Regions from separate parts of the Mus musculus genome. Here region 1 is linked to region 2. The links are chromatin contacts, called in public Hi-C maps. All regions are on one chromosome and are shown on one strand. The core of a region is the stretch at or near the end of the contact, and the rest is flanking DNA. Distances in the headings are between cores, read along the strand shown. Region 1 holds the start of Arl4a (ADP-ribosylation factor-like 4A). Region 2 holds the start of Snx13 (sorting nexin 13).

Region 1 (5,859 bases), core at 968-3,467, 5.0 Mb before region 2:
TCAAAAAATAAAATCTCCCACAGACCCTCCAGATGTTCTCCAGGACACCTCAGGATGCAGCAGTGCAGGTCTTCAACTGCAGCACAAAGGTAACTCCTTCTGGAACAAAGAGCACCTAAGTAAAACACCTACATGGGCTCCGTGCAGCAAAATGAAGAGTGGGATTCAGAAATTTTGTGGCTTTTTAATCATTTGCTGCTGTTTTTATATGGATATTATTGCTTATAGATAAAGCATACAAAACACTTTTCTGTATAGCAGTAGATGCCAAATAATTGAAGCTTTTTAGGGGCACAGATGGTCTGTCTATATTAAATAGTCTTTCTTTCCGTTGGAGTTCTTAAAGACACGTGAAAAATACTTATCTCTCAAATTGAACTCACAGGCTGCAGGCTGCTAGTGGCCGTTCTAGTCAAAAGCTCAGAGTAACACACTGAAGTGCAGCTCAGCAAGATGTTTTCTGCAAGGCTGGATGGAGTCTCACTGTTGTCAGATCTCACCTGCTTTGTGTCTATGACTGCAAAAATGGAACCGAGCATGAAATACCTGTAGGATCTTGATCTCAAAAATACTATAAATGGTGCAGTTTTACCTTAAATTATTTAAGGAGATTTGCAAGCAATTCAAGCTTAATAAAGAATCTCTGTTAAAATTCCCAAGGAGAGCAGTTCTTGAACAAAAGCTTTTCTCCCTTTTTATGTTAATAACTGTAACTGGCTAATGAGAGCCCATACTTAGTTACAATCTTTAGTTCAGATTACATTCAATAACTTTATAGAATATGCCATTTGAGATTTTTCTTCCTAAATTAATGATGCTGTCTTAAAGCTAGGCACTGTGCTTATTATTCCTTAGATTTTTATATCAGCTATTAAAAACAATGGAAATAAGGTGAGCAGTGGTGAGGGTGGTGCATGCCTTTAATCCCAGCACTTGGGAGGCAGAGGCAGGCAAATTTCTGAGTTTGATTCCAGCCTGGTCCAGGGCTACATAGAGAAACCCTATCTTGAAAACCAAAACCAAAAATCAAACAAACAAAACCAAAAACCAAACCAAAACAAAACAAAAAACCCCAAACCCAAACAAACAAGCCCCGAAAACCAAAACAACAAAACAACAGAAAAACTAAACCACAAAGAAACAAAAACAACAGAAAGAAGCCCAATCCTTTCTACTATTCATAAAATAAATACTACTGGCTATGGTAATTTTAAGATCAGGAAATTTCTTAGGAAAGTTACAATCTATCTATCTATCTATCTATCTATCTATCTATCTATCTATCTATCTATGTATCTATTGAGTCACGGTTTACTACGTAGCCTTGGCTGGCCTGCAACTCTCTATGTAGACCAGGCTGGCCCTGAAGCATCCAGATCTGCCTGCCTCTGCCTCTCAAGTGCTTGGCCAGAATCTAGTTTAAAATACACTTTTAAATTGCACTATTATTATAGCCTTCCAGATAAAAATTTCTTGTAGGTTCTACCAAGCTTTAAAATGCCCTTTGTTTGTTTTTCTAAACATCTTTAAAAGATTGCTGGTCACGTTTTATAATTGGTTCATGACCAATTTGGTTCATTCTGTTTTTACAAAGACTGGAATATTCACAAAAACGACAGTTTGCCTCCTAAGGCCAAACATAGTGGTACACAATTACACTATGGAGCCCAATGTGCTTTACCACTAGTCATAAGTTACCAGCTGCAGCTTCATCACCCGTTCTTCTTGGGCTACTGGAAATATTTAGCGTTTCCAAAGTGCGTTTCTTCCTCCTTAATAGGGGCATTGGTTCCTGTTCCAACTTGTGGGGCGTAGACTCACTTAGGAGGTAGCGCTTGGCTTACAAAAGGTAGGCTACCATCCTAGCCAGCACATGCTAGGGAGGGCGGCAGCGCAGACTCCCCCAGGCTGCCTTGTGACGTGACGTAAGGGACCCACCCGGCCAGTGTCCTCCAACATCAAGGACCCTGAATCAACACCGCGGTCGCCCAGAGGCCGCCCTAGGGTGACAGGAAGAGGGGCGGTACCGGCGACGCCCTCCCGCACCCAGCCTGGGGCGGCAGAAAGACCGAGAACCCGCGGCCGAAGCCCCGCCCGTCTGCGCCGGCGGCGGGCGCCGAAAGGGTTGGAACGTGACCTTGTTTGGGCGTTGCTAGGAGACGCGGCCAGCACGCGCGCGCGCGACCCCCGCGGGCAGGCGCGGCGCGAGGGGCGGAGCCGCGGCCCGGAGCGAGGCTGGCGAGCACCGTTAGCCCGGCTGGCGCGCGGCGTCGGCCCGGCCGCCGTCAGGCCTCGCCGCTGCCCGGGGACAGACTCCCCGGCGGCTGACAGCCGCGGAGGCGGGACGACGGAGGACCGTCAGCCAGGTGAGTGGCGCGGGGTCATGTTGGAGAAGAGGCCTGCGGCGGGGCGGAGGCAGTATTGCCGGAGGCGTTCGGTGTGTAGAGGGGCTGGCGCGGCCCAGCGAGCCTGGGCGCACGGCGAGCTGAGGCGCGGTGGGCCGCTCCCGCCGCGTAGGGCCGCGTCACCGTGGCCCATGCTGCAGGTGCGCGAGGCGGCCGAGCGACCGGACCTGCAGCAGGGGCTCGGCGTCCTTTGCGATGCCTGCTCGTTTCCCACTCAGGGCAACAGGTGGTGCCGGAGGGCCGAGAGCGAGCCCTGGCGCTGCCGCCCTGGGAGTGGCAGGCACCCTTGCCAATTAGGGCGCCGGGGCGGGAGTGGCAGGGCGGCCCTGACGCGCTGACCAATGGGATCGCGGGGCCTGGGTGGGCCGTGAGGGTGGGCGTGGCCAGAGGCCGAGTCTGGGCTTCCCTGTGGGGCGTCCGCCAGAGCGGCGCGGAGGTCTCGGTTGAGAGGAGCTGTGGCGTGTTCCTCGCGGGGAGAGAGAGAGAGACACATCAGCCAATGTCCCTCCATTGGAATCCCGACTCCAGCCCGGGAGGTGAGAGCTTTGGTAGCGGGGACGGAGCCAGGAAAGTGAGCCTGGGTGCCGGGTGAGACGTGCCTGGTTAGATCTCCCAGATAGGGCTGCTTTTTTTGAGTTTTCTGCTAAGAAAAGGCACTTTAGTGGTGGATACGGTGACCGGCACCAGATAGTGGCGCCTGGGTTGTCTTCAGAATGAGCTTTTGAGGTTCGGGGATCGTAGAGAATAGAGAAAAGTACACGTTACTGCAGTTAGAGTGGATCGAAGAAAGCCTTTGGGTGACAGTTAGGCATCGTTTGTTTTGGATTGAATACATCTACTACCTCATCTGGTGTGTTTACTCACAGCAAGTTTTATTAAGTCCCTCATGTGCTTATTTTTGGCGAAAGTAGAGAAACCCCATTTTTAATGTGCTCACAGTAATAACTTACTCATTTCCTCCCCAGCAATCGCGTAGCCCGATCACCCAGGAAGAGAAATTGTAAGCAGATAAGAAGAACGCGTTCAGTTTGAGACACCATTTGCAGCTGGAAATGGGGAATGGACTGTCAGACCAGACTTCCATCCTGTCCAGCCTGCCGTCCTTTCAGTCCTTTCACATTGTTATTCTGGGTTTGGACTGTGCTGGAAAGACAACAGTTTTATACAGGCTGCAGTTCAACGAATTTGTAAATACCGTACCTACCAAAGGATTTAACACTGAGAAAATTAAGGTAACCTTGGGCAATTCCAAAACAGTCACTTTTCACTTCTGGGATGTAGGTGGTCAAGAGAAGTTAAGACCACTGTGGAAGTCATACACCCGATGCACAGATGGTATTGTGTTTGTGGTGGACTCTGTCGATGTTGAGAGAATGGAAGAAGCCAAAACTGAACTTCATAAAATAACTAGGATATCCGAAAATCAGGGAGTCCCTGTGCTTATAGTTGCTAATAAACAAGACCTGAGGAACTCGCTCTCTCTCTCAGAGATTGAGAAGTTGTTAGCAATGGGGGAACTGAGCTCATCGACTCCTTGGCATTTGCAGCCCACCTGTGCAATCATAGGAGATGGGCTAAAGGAAGGACTCGAGAAACTACATGATATGATAATTAAAAGGAGAAAAATGTTGCGGCAACAGAAAAAGAAGAGATGAATGGCAGTACCTTTTATATTGGTGTGGAATAGGTTTTCCTGGGTCTGATTTCTGACAAGCTGAAGAGTGTCTACAGCCTGGTTTGCCTGTCTGCCCTCATGGATGCTATTAAAGCTTTGTTTTGTTGAACAGTCAGATACCCAACTCTGTTGCCTTGTGGAAGATGAGTCAATGCAATGCTTCTTAAAGTGGTCTCTTCTCCCTGACCCACAAATCTTTTGGTACTACCATTTTGGGAAGTCAAAAAAGGCTAGTAATTGACCAGAAAACAATTTTGTGGAAATTTGACCTGAAGTTAGTGAAATAAAACTTTGAAGAGTGTATGCCCTAGTGTTTTGTGCTTGTATCTTTTGGGGGGAAGCCTTTGCCAAGAAATTGCAAACGAGGCTTTGTAAACACAAAATGCTAATGAATGGAAATGTTAAGGGAGATCAGTGTGTACACATGCACACACAGCTAAGTTGAACACGCTGCGATAAGAAGGAAGTATTTTTTCTGGAGGTTTTGACAAGGTGGTTTTTAACGTTATTCTGGAAACAATTTAATGCTATCTCTTTAATTCTAGAAAATGTTTAATTTAGTTGGTCTAGCATTAATTAAAATATTTGGGGTATATTCAAGTGCATGGGTTAGTTTTCCTGACAAGCATGTTTTGGTGTATAGTTTTTAGAAATAGCTATGCATCTGTCTACACAGGTTTAAAACAACATTTTGGGGTCTTGGAGCTATTGTAGAAATAGTTCATTGTCAGAAGCGCACTATTACTTGAACCTAAAAAATGACTGATGTAAATATGAGTATGTTGACTAAATACATATGCTTGAATACATGAATGGATTTATAGAGAAAGTGGTGGTGAATTCAGTTAGAGGGAATTACTGTAATACATAGTCTCTAAATGATCTAGTTAAAAGATACTTGTTTTGTTACTATTTACCGGATGGAAACGGATTTTTTTCATATATTTTTGTAGCATTTTGGGAGAAATGAAAGCTTTATAATTACTTGATACACCGTGGAATGAAAATGTAAGGTACCTTTCAGTATGTGCTCTGAGCTTTAATTTTTTTTGTTAATTGGCTGAACAGTATTTCCAGAGCTTCCTAGCTCTGGTTGTAGGAAGAAATGGTACAGTAGTGCAGATAGCAATTAGGAGCCTAGAAAATGAACGGGAGAAGTAGCAAAGCCATTTTAAGACAATTAACTGGTGCTGTTTCTTCTGTAATAAAAACAAAATGAAATTACAAGGAGGGGAGAGCTTTCATTTTTCTCTCCAGGAAGACTTATTTCCAGAAATCACATACAGCAAATCAGCATGTTTCCTATGTTTGAAGCCAACAGCTGTTTGTACTGAAATCACCAAAGGAAGTGCACTTTGCTAACAGGACTCGGTTTGATTTTTGAGCTTTTACTTTTTTTTTTCTTTTCAGTGACACAGGTGAATTTTTGGAACTTTGATTCTTGTTACAAAATGACGTAGCACCCAGTGGAGCGTCCATGTCAAATGTGCCTGTGTTAGGAGTAGAGCTGTGGAGAATAGTTACCAATAAACAGCTGGAGGCATTAGGATAACAATCTCACTTGGAGTTTATATGTATTTCCACTTCTGTAGCTTTTAATTAGATGTGTAAGAAGAACGTTTATCAGCTGGAATGTTTAGTTTTATACTAGTGTGGATTTTCTCTGGTGAGGTTTCCACAGAAGGCTAGTTTCTGGGGGTTCACCCCACCCCCACCCCACCCTTTACTGAGTTCAGTATTCTCCCCCAAATCCCTAGTCTTGATGGGATCATAAAGCTG
Region 2 (6,276 bases), core at 723-3,222:
CTTGGACAAGTCTCTGGGCTTCAGTCTGCTTATCTATAAAATGTCTACGGAAAATCGGAGATGAGATCAAAGTACAATTTAATCTGAGTCTCACTTTGGAGCGGCAGCTTGATAAAATAAATAAAATCAAGTTAGCTTGATAAAATAGCTCTACAGGCACTGCCAGCATTGGAACACTGGCTCTGCCACTAACAAGACTGATGTACACACACAGCATAAGGACAGCTTACTACAATCTCTGACCTGTTTAAAAGGCTTCACTGAAACATTAAGTCCTATAAAATGCAGATGTTTAGAATCCTCTCTGGGTATCCGAATCAAGACAGTACCCTTGTATTAGCACACTAGTTTCCTGTGAAAAGATCAAAACTCTAATAAGTTTTATCAAAAAGATATTTCATGCTAATATATTATAGACACCACTGAAAAGTTACTAATACTGATGTAAGAGCAGCTGCTCACTTAAGTATCAGAGTAAAATAAACTTGGGATGCTACTTGCTTTTTAAATCCACAACTAAGGACAATGTATAACCATAGTCTGTGACAATGTAAGTAACTTCGGAAATATGTAGAATTAGGAAACGTAAAGTGAACGTCTAACTCCTAGAAATGTGTAGTTCCTAAGTTAACAATCAACCAATAGGGGTTTCCCAGGCACGTCGTGTTTGCCAGAATCTGGGCACAGATGAAAACAGATACTAAGGTACAAGGCACTTAGTTAGACGAGTTCCCAAAACTTGGAGAACCCAGTGTGTCCTATTGTGCCATCGCTTTTCACACAGTAAAATCCACTTGTTTCCAATGTTTCCATTTCAAAATGTCCTTTTTGGCCCGTGTAGGACTGCTTCCCAGTGACCATCAACGTGGTTTAGTACCCTCACATCAGCTCCCAAAGATGTTCAAACCGGTCCCTGACATTAGGATCCTCACAGAACCTTAAGGGAGCAGCCTCTGGGATTTTATCCAATCTACAAGCGTCAGACATCCAACACCTGCAATAGACCATTCGCCCAGCTATGTCACCTCTGGTCACTAAACTAGCTGCACCGATTAAGTTCTTCCCCCTAAAGTACTGCTAGTGCAGGCAAACTCTACTTCTTCAAACGTCTGGTTTTTGCACTGGACAGTGGGCACTAAGGAAGGGGAAACTGATTGGTTCGTCGTTGCTGCCCTACTTCCATTTCAGGTCAAATGAGAAAAACTGTTCCCACAGAGAGAAGCAAGGGGGCCATCCGCGGGTCAGGAAGGTGGATGCCAAACTGAACTTTGGGATCAGGGACTGAAGGAACGTGACGGGATGTGGGGGCAGGGGAGGAGGGCGCGAGGCCAGCGAGTGTGGCTGGAGGAACCTGGCTCACTTCGCGGAGCAGCCAATGTAGGGCTCAGGCCGGCTGCCACCGCCAGGAGGTTGACCCGACCCAGCCGGGAGGGGAAGGGCCCTGCAAGCCGGGGACACCGACAAGGGCCAGCACCGGGACGCGGGGACCACGACCGCCTCGGGGCAGGCGGAGCGGACTCCAGGAAGGAGCGACAGCTCGGGCGAAGGGGAGCGGCGGCAGGAGGAGGTGGAACTCTGCCGAGTCAGCACCGCGCCCACTCGGTGGCACTTGTGGGAACCCGGCGGCTGCCAGCCCGGCCGGCCGGGCCTCGGCTCCGGTCGGGCCCAGCGCCGGGAGCGGCGTCGGTGACGGGCGGGCTGGCGCCGGCCGCTCACCCGCCTCTCAGGTAAACAGTGGGCGCCGCTTACCTCTGTTAACATCATTACACCCCGGGGGAGTGAGGTCCTCCCTAGCCTCGCCGCATGGCAATAGCCGTAGCAGCAGCGGAAACTGCCCGGGCCGCCGCCAACGGCGGCAACTGCTGCTTCAGTCCTGTCCCGGGCGGCGGCTTTACTCGGCTTCGCTGGCTTCCCCCCGGCCCGGCTGCTCGCGACGGACGCGCCGCCATCTTGGAAGAGCGACGTCCGCGTCTCCCCGCGACGTGCGCTCCCATTGGCTGGCGCGCCGGGCGCGAGCGTCTTGTGACTGTCTCCATGGCGCCGGCGCGCGCAGGGTCGGCGGCGGGGGCTGGGCCGCGCGCGACCCGGGACCTCCTCTGCGGGCTGGATCCCGGGCCACCGTGGTGGCGGGTTTGCGGGCTGGTGGCGCAGCGGAGGCTGGGTGCCGGCGGAGAAACTGGCATCTCGCGTCTCCCCGACCCTGTGGAGCCCGTAGAGTGCTCGGGACACTCGGCTGCGGTCCCCTCCGCAGCGCGGTGACCTGAAACTGCCGCCCGCGCCGCGCCTCATTCCGAAACTTCGGCCGAAACTTGCCTCTGTTGCTCCCAGCGCTCAGTAAGTCCTGTGCTGGGTGCGCGACAGGTTGTAGACGCGATCAGGGCAGATCGCCTTCACCCCGATCCTGGCAGAGTTAAGGGCTACTGCTTTGCTGATTGGCCAGAACCTGCTCAAGCCTGAAGGCTTAGTGTTTCTTTCATAGTCTTAAAAATCAAGCAGCTTTTGCCCGGTAGCTGTAGTCTCTATGGCTTTATTGGGAATTCAAAAAAAAAAAATATATATATATATATATGTTTATATATCACAGTGAACGCATTTCAGCATGTGTCTCTGTAAGTAGTTACGAATAAAATGAGACTGAACTCCGAAGTTCTGTGGCTAGAACTGCTGATACCGTGACAACTATCTCGGTCCACTTCTACAGGAATGACAGTAAAAATCACTCGCTTCTTCCTGAATTGCCCGTGAAGTAGTTTTCTTTTCATGCCTCTGCTGTTACAAACCAATTTACAGTGAAACTGAGAAGTGTTTGGGCTTGAAAAATAAAACACTTGTATCTCATTCTTACCGGGAAAAAAAAAAAAGAAGAAGAAAAAGTTTATAAAAGAAATTGTGGAAAACTAAAGCCAGTAGTTACTTCCTTTGTGATGGAATCTGCACTTAACAATGGTACTATTGTGCTAAATGTAATTTAAGGAGGTACTCATTCTCACCACAGTGAATAAAGCAAGTGCATTACAAACCCTGTGTTATCTCTATTCTGTTCTGTCCCCCAAAATAAAATTTCATTTAAGATGTCATACAGACTTTGAAGAAAAGCCCCGACTGCTCCATTCAGTGAGTTTATAGCAAAGTTGGGTTTTTTTGTTTGTTTTTTACTGGGCAACTTATATATATATAATTTTTCTGTTACTGGAACAAGTGCATTCTAACGTCTGCAATACAACCAAATATAATTGAAGCACTGGCAGATTAATCTATAAATAGGAAACAAGATTGGAAAATGCAAACTGTGTTAATACTGAGAGAAACCAAGAGAAGAGACAACAAGGAACCTGAAAGAAGATACTGTTCCATCCTGTAAATAAGAATGCAGAAGGTTCATTAATGTTTAAAATACCGACTATTGAATTAAAACTGTAATTTAGGTGGCTTCCCTGGGTATTCTGTTCCACTTTTTCCATCAATTTCCTTTTGTATAAGATGTTTTCCCTTTTTTAAAGGTGACAAACTAGGAGCCCTAGCTGAACATGCTCAGAGCCCAACATTAAATCCCCAGGACCACTTAAGTCAGGTGTAGCAACAAATGCCTGTGATCCCAGCACTTGGGCTGTGATGCCTGGAGAGTTAGAAATACAAGGTTACTGTCAGGTTAGAAATAAGTAAGCAAAGCCAGTTCAAGGCCATCCGTAGCTAAGGGAGACCCTTGTGAAAGCAGAATGGATTTGCACACAAACCTGTGCTGTGACATGGGTGTGCCTTAAGCATTCAGAACGTTGTAAGCCTGGGAACAAAGCAAGATTCCTAGTCCTTCCGATCAGATTTCCCAGCCAGAATCTTTGAGTATGACCTAAAAAAAATCCTGTGCTGATTGTCTGCCCACACACACCTCTTCCAACACCCCACACAAGTTATTTCAACTACACAGTTTGTTCTAACAACTCAGGCCCACTCCCTGCTCCTGTAATAACTGGACATCCCACTGTCCTGTGACAGTAATTAGCACAGCTAGACAGTAATAATTAGTACAATTGACTCTATTCAGAAGAATTCTTACCAGTACCAGCAAGGAACCCTGCCCTGGGCTCACATTTACTGTGTTGCCCCTCACCTACCATCTTCTCTGTTTGCTGTGTTCTCCTTCTCATAGTACTTATACTTGCTGGTTCCCTTCTTATTTTCTGTCGTCTAGTAGAGTACAGGCTTCATGAAATCAGGAATATCATGTATTCAAGCTATGCTGCCTCAATGCCCCCAAACACTGGACCAGCATGTGGCACAGAGTGGATGTTCAATGTTTCTTACATGAATAGTGAGCCATTTCCTACGAGACCTCAGGAAAATACCCTAATGGAAGCTAGAAACAAATCCTCTGTGTTGAAAACTCAAATATTTAAAACTTAATTTTGAATACTCTTATTTTGTATTTTTGAGTCACTGCAGAGCTAGCAGGTGTCAGGACAGACTTTGTATTTTCCTGGTGACACTAGGAATGAACCTAGGCCTCGTTGCCTGCTAAAATAGAGCTCTACCCATCAACTATATCTCTAGATTTCTTGTTACTCTTTGTCTTTACATAGAGTCTCAGTGTGTTCCTCCAACTGGCCGTGAACTCACTATAACAAAGGAGGGCCTTGGGTTTTCAATCTTGCCAGGATTATTGGCCTAGTTTCTCTTGACCATCTTACAATGTTGTTGTACAAAAGTATTGCAGTGTTGGATATACATCAGTTTTCTAGCTAAAGCAATAAAGCAAAATGTGCTTTTGCAGAAAGTTACAGAATCTGAGTTATGTAGCTAGAGAAGAAACTGCCTACACAAGCAACTCTAAAAGTCAAAGTAAGCCCCCAATTTAGCAAGGGTCACAACTCCATTCCCTATGACCTTGAGGATGTCCTATTCCTGCCAGTTGGTTTAGAGGAAGTCTGAGATAGGAGGCTGCTGGACTACCGATAAGAAATTTAAAACAAAACAAGCTTTCTTTTGAAGCACGTGATACGGCAGAGGGTTTGCTGCTAACAGCTGTGTGGGTCAGCCTGAGTAACAGACAGAGGATGGCCCAGAAGAGGTAATGGGCAAAAGCTAACCCTAGATACTCATGAACAGGCCACTGGTGATCTTGATGTCCGAGCCTCCAAAGGCTAAATATTTATTGCCAGTTTCTTTGGTTTTGAAACAAAAAAAGATTTTTTTGACATAGTCATCTTTCCACAAAATGGGTCTAATTTCATTTTGAGAAACTGAAAAAGTATGTGTCCTTAACTCCCCAAACAAATCGCATCTATCCTACAATGTTCATATTTAAATTTGTGTGCATTAGGCCAATCTTAGTTTTATTATTAAATCATGATTATAAAATTCACAGTGTTGCAATATGTGTATTCAGTTAAATCAAATGAGGAAAGTTAAATATTTTATTATCTTTATGATGAAAACCTCCAAATCCTCACTTCTAACAGATTTGAAATAAGCCACCTGCTGCTGATGTACACTGTCCTATAGAGAGCACTAAACATCATACATTCATTAACAAGGTCCAGAGCTGCCAGGCCTGGTGGCACACACCTTTAATCCCAGCACTCGGGAGGCAGGGGCAGGTGGATTTCTGAGTTTGAGGCCAGCCTGGTCTACAAAGTGAGTTCCAGGACAGCCAGGGCTATACAAAGAAACCCTGTCTCGAGAAAAAAAAAAAAAAAAAAAAAAAAACAAGGTTCAGCGCCAAACCCATAACACAAGATCGAAATAACATACTGAACACAGACATACATTCTAAGAACACACAACAGTGTAGCCCCATTCAGTTTGAAGTTAGCAGGATAATTCAAGTCGCAGAGCTGTAAAGTCAAGCTTTGAATAGCCCAGCATATCCTTTTCTTCTCATGCATGGTGCTTCATTGAGGATCTACTGACACAATTTAACACTAAGACAAATAATAGGGAGCTTCTGCTAACAGCATGGAGAACCACAAAATGATAATGTTCATTTATCTCTTCAATAATAGCTCTAAAACAAAATTACACTAAGATCTATATAGGAGTACATTACAAATATGTAATAGCCTGATATGCTAGAAGAATCCAATCAATGGTTTTAAAAACAAATTCTTTGAGCTGGGAGATGGCTAGATGGAAAATGCTTGAGATAGATAGATAGATAGATAGATAGATAGATAGATAGATAGATAGATAGATAGATAGATAGATAGATATAAACTTGTACTTATATATGCTAAGGACCTTAGTTCAAATCCTCAGAACACATGAAAAGCTGATCTAGGT

Evidence for each region. Hi-C and Micro-C count contacts between places; a contact is called where the count stands out from the background.
Region 1: a Hi-C map of CD8 T cells shows a contact between it and region 2, with 7 times the contacts expected there. The contact joins the promoter of Arl4a here to the promoter of Snx13 in region 2. A contact is called at or near these places in 2 of 484 Hi-C or Micro-C datasets (CD8 T cells and rod photoreceptor).

Annotation. Positions count from the first base shown.
Region 1 is chr12:40,034,345-40,040,203 of GRCm38.p6, reverse strand. It overlaps Arl4a (ADP-ribosylation factor-like 4A), which reads left to right and starts at 2,217. Exons shown (of 2, transcript NM_001039515.1): 1 at 2,217-2,366; 2 at 3,371-5,859. The coding sequence starts at 3,458. The coding sequence ends at 4,060. It overlaps Arl4aos (ADP-ribosylation factor-like 4A, opposite strand), which reads right to left and starts at 2,127. Exons shown (of 3, transcript NR_166749.1): 1 at 1,699-2,127; 2 at 384-517; 3 at 1-99.
Region 2 is chr12:35,042,885-35,049,160 of GRCm38.p6, reverse strand. It overlaps Snx13 (sorting nexin 13), which reads right to left and starts at 1,972. Exons shown (of 26, transcript NM_001014973.2): 1 at 1,750-1,972. The coding sequence starts at 1,764. It overlaps Gm33922 (a long non-coding RNA gene), which reads left to right and starts at 5,702. Exons shown (of 2, transcript XR_381445.2): 1 at 5,702-6,276.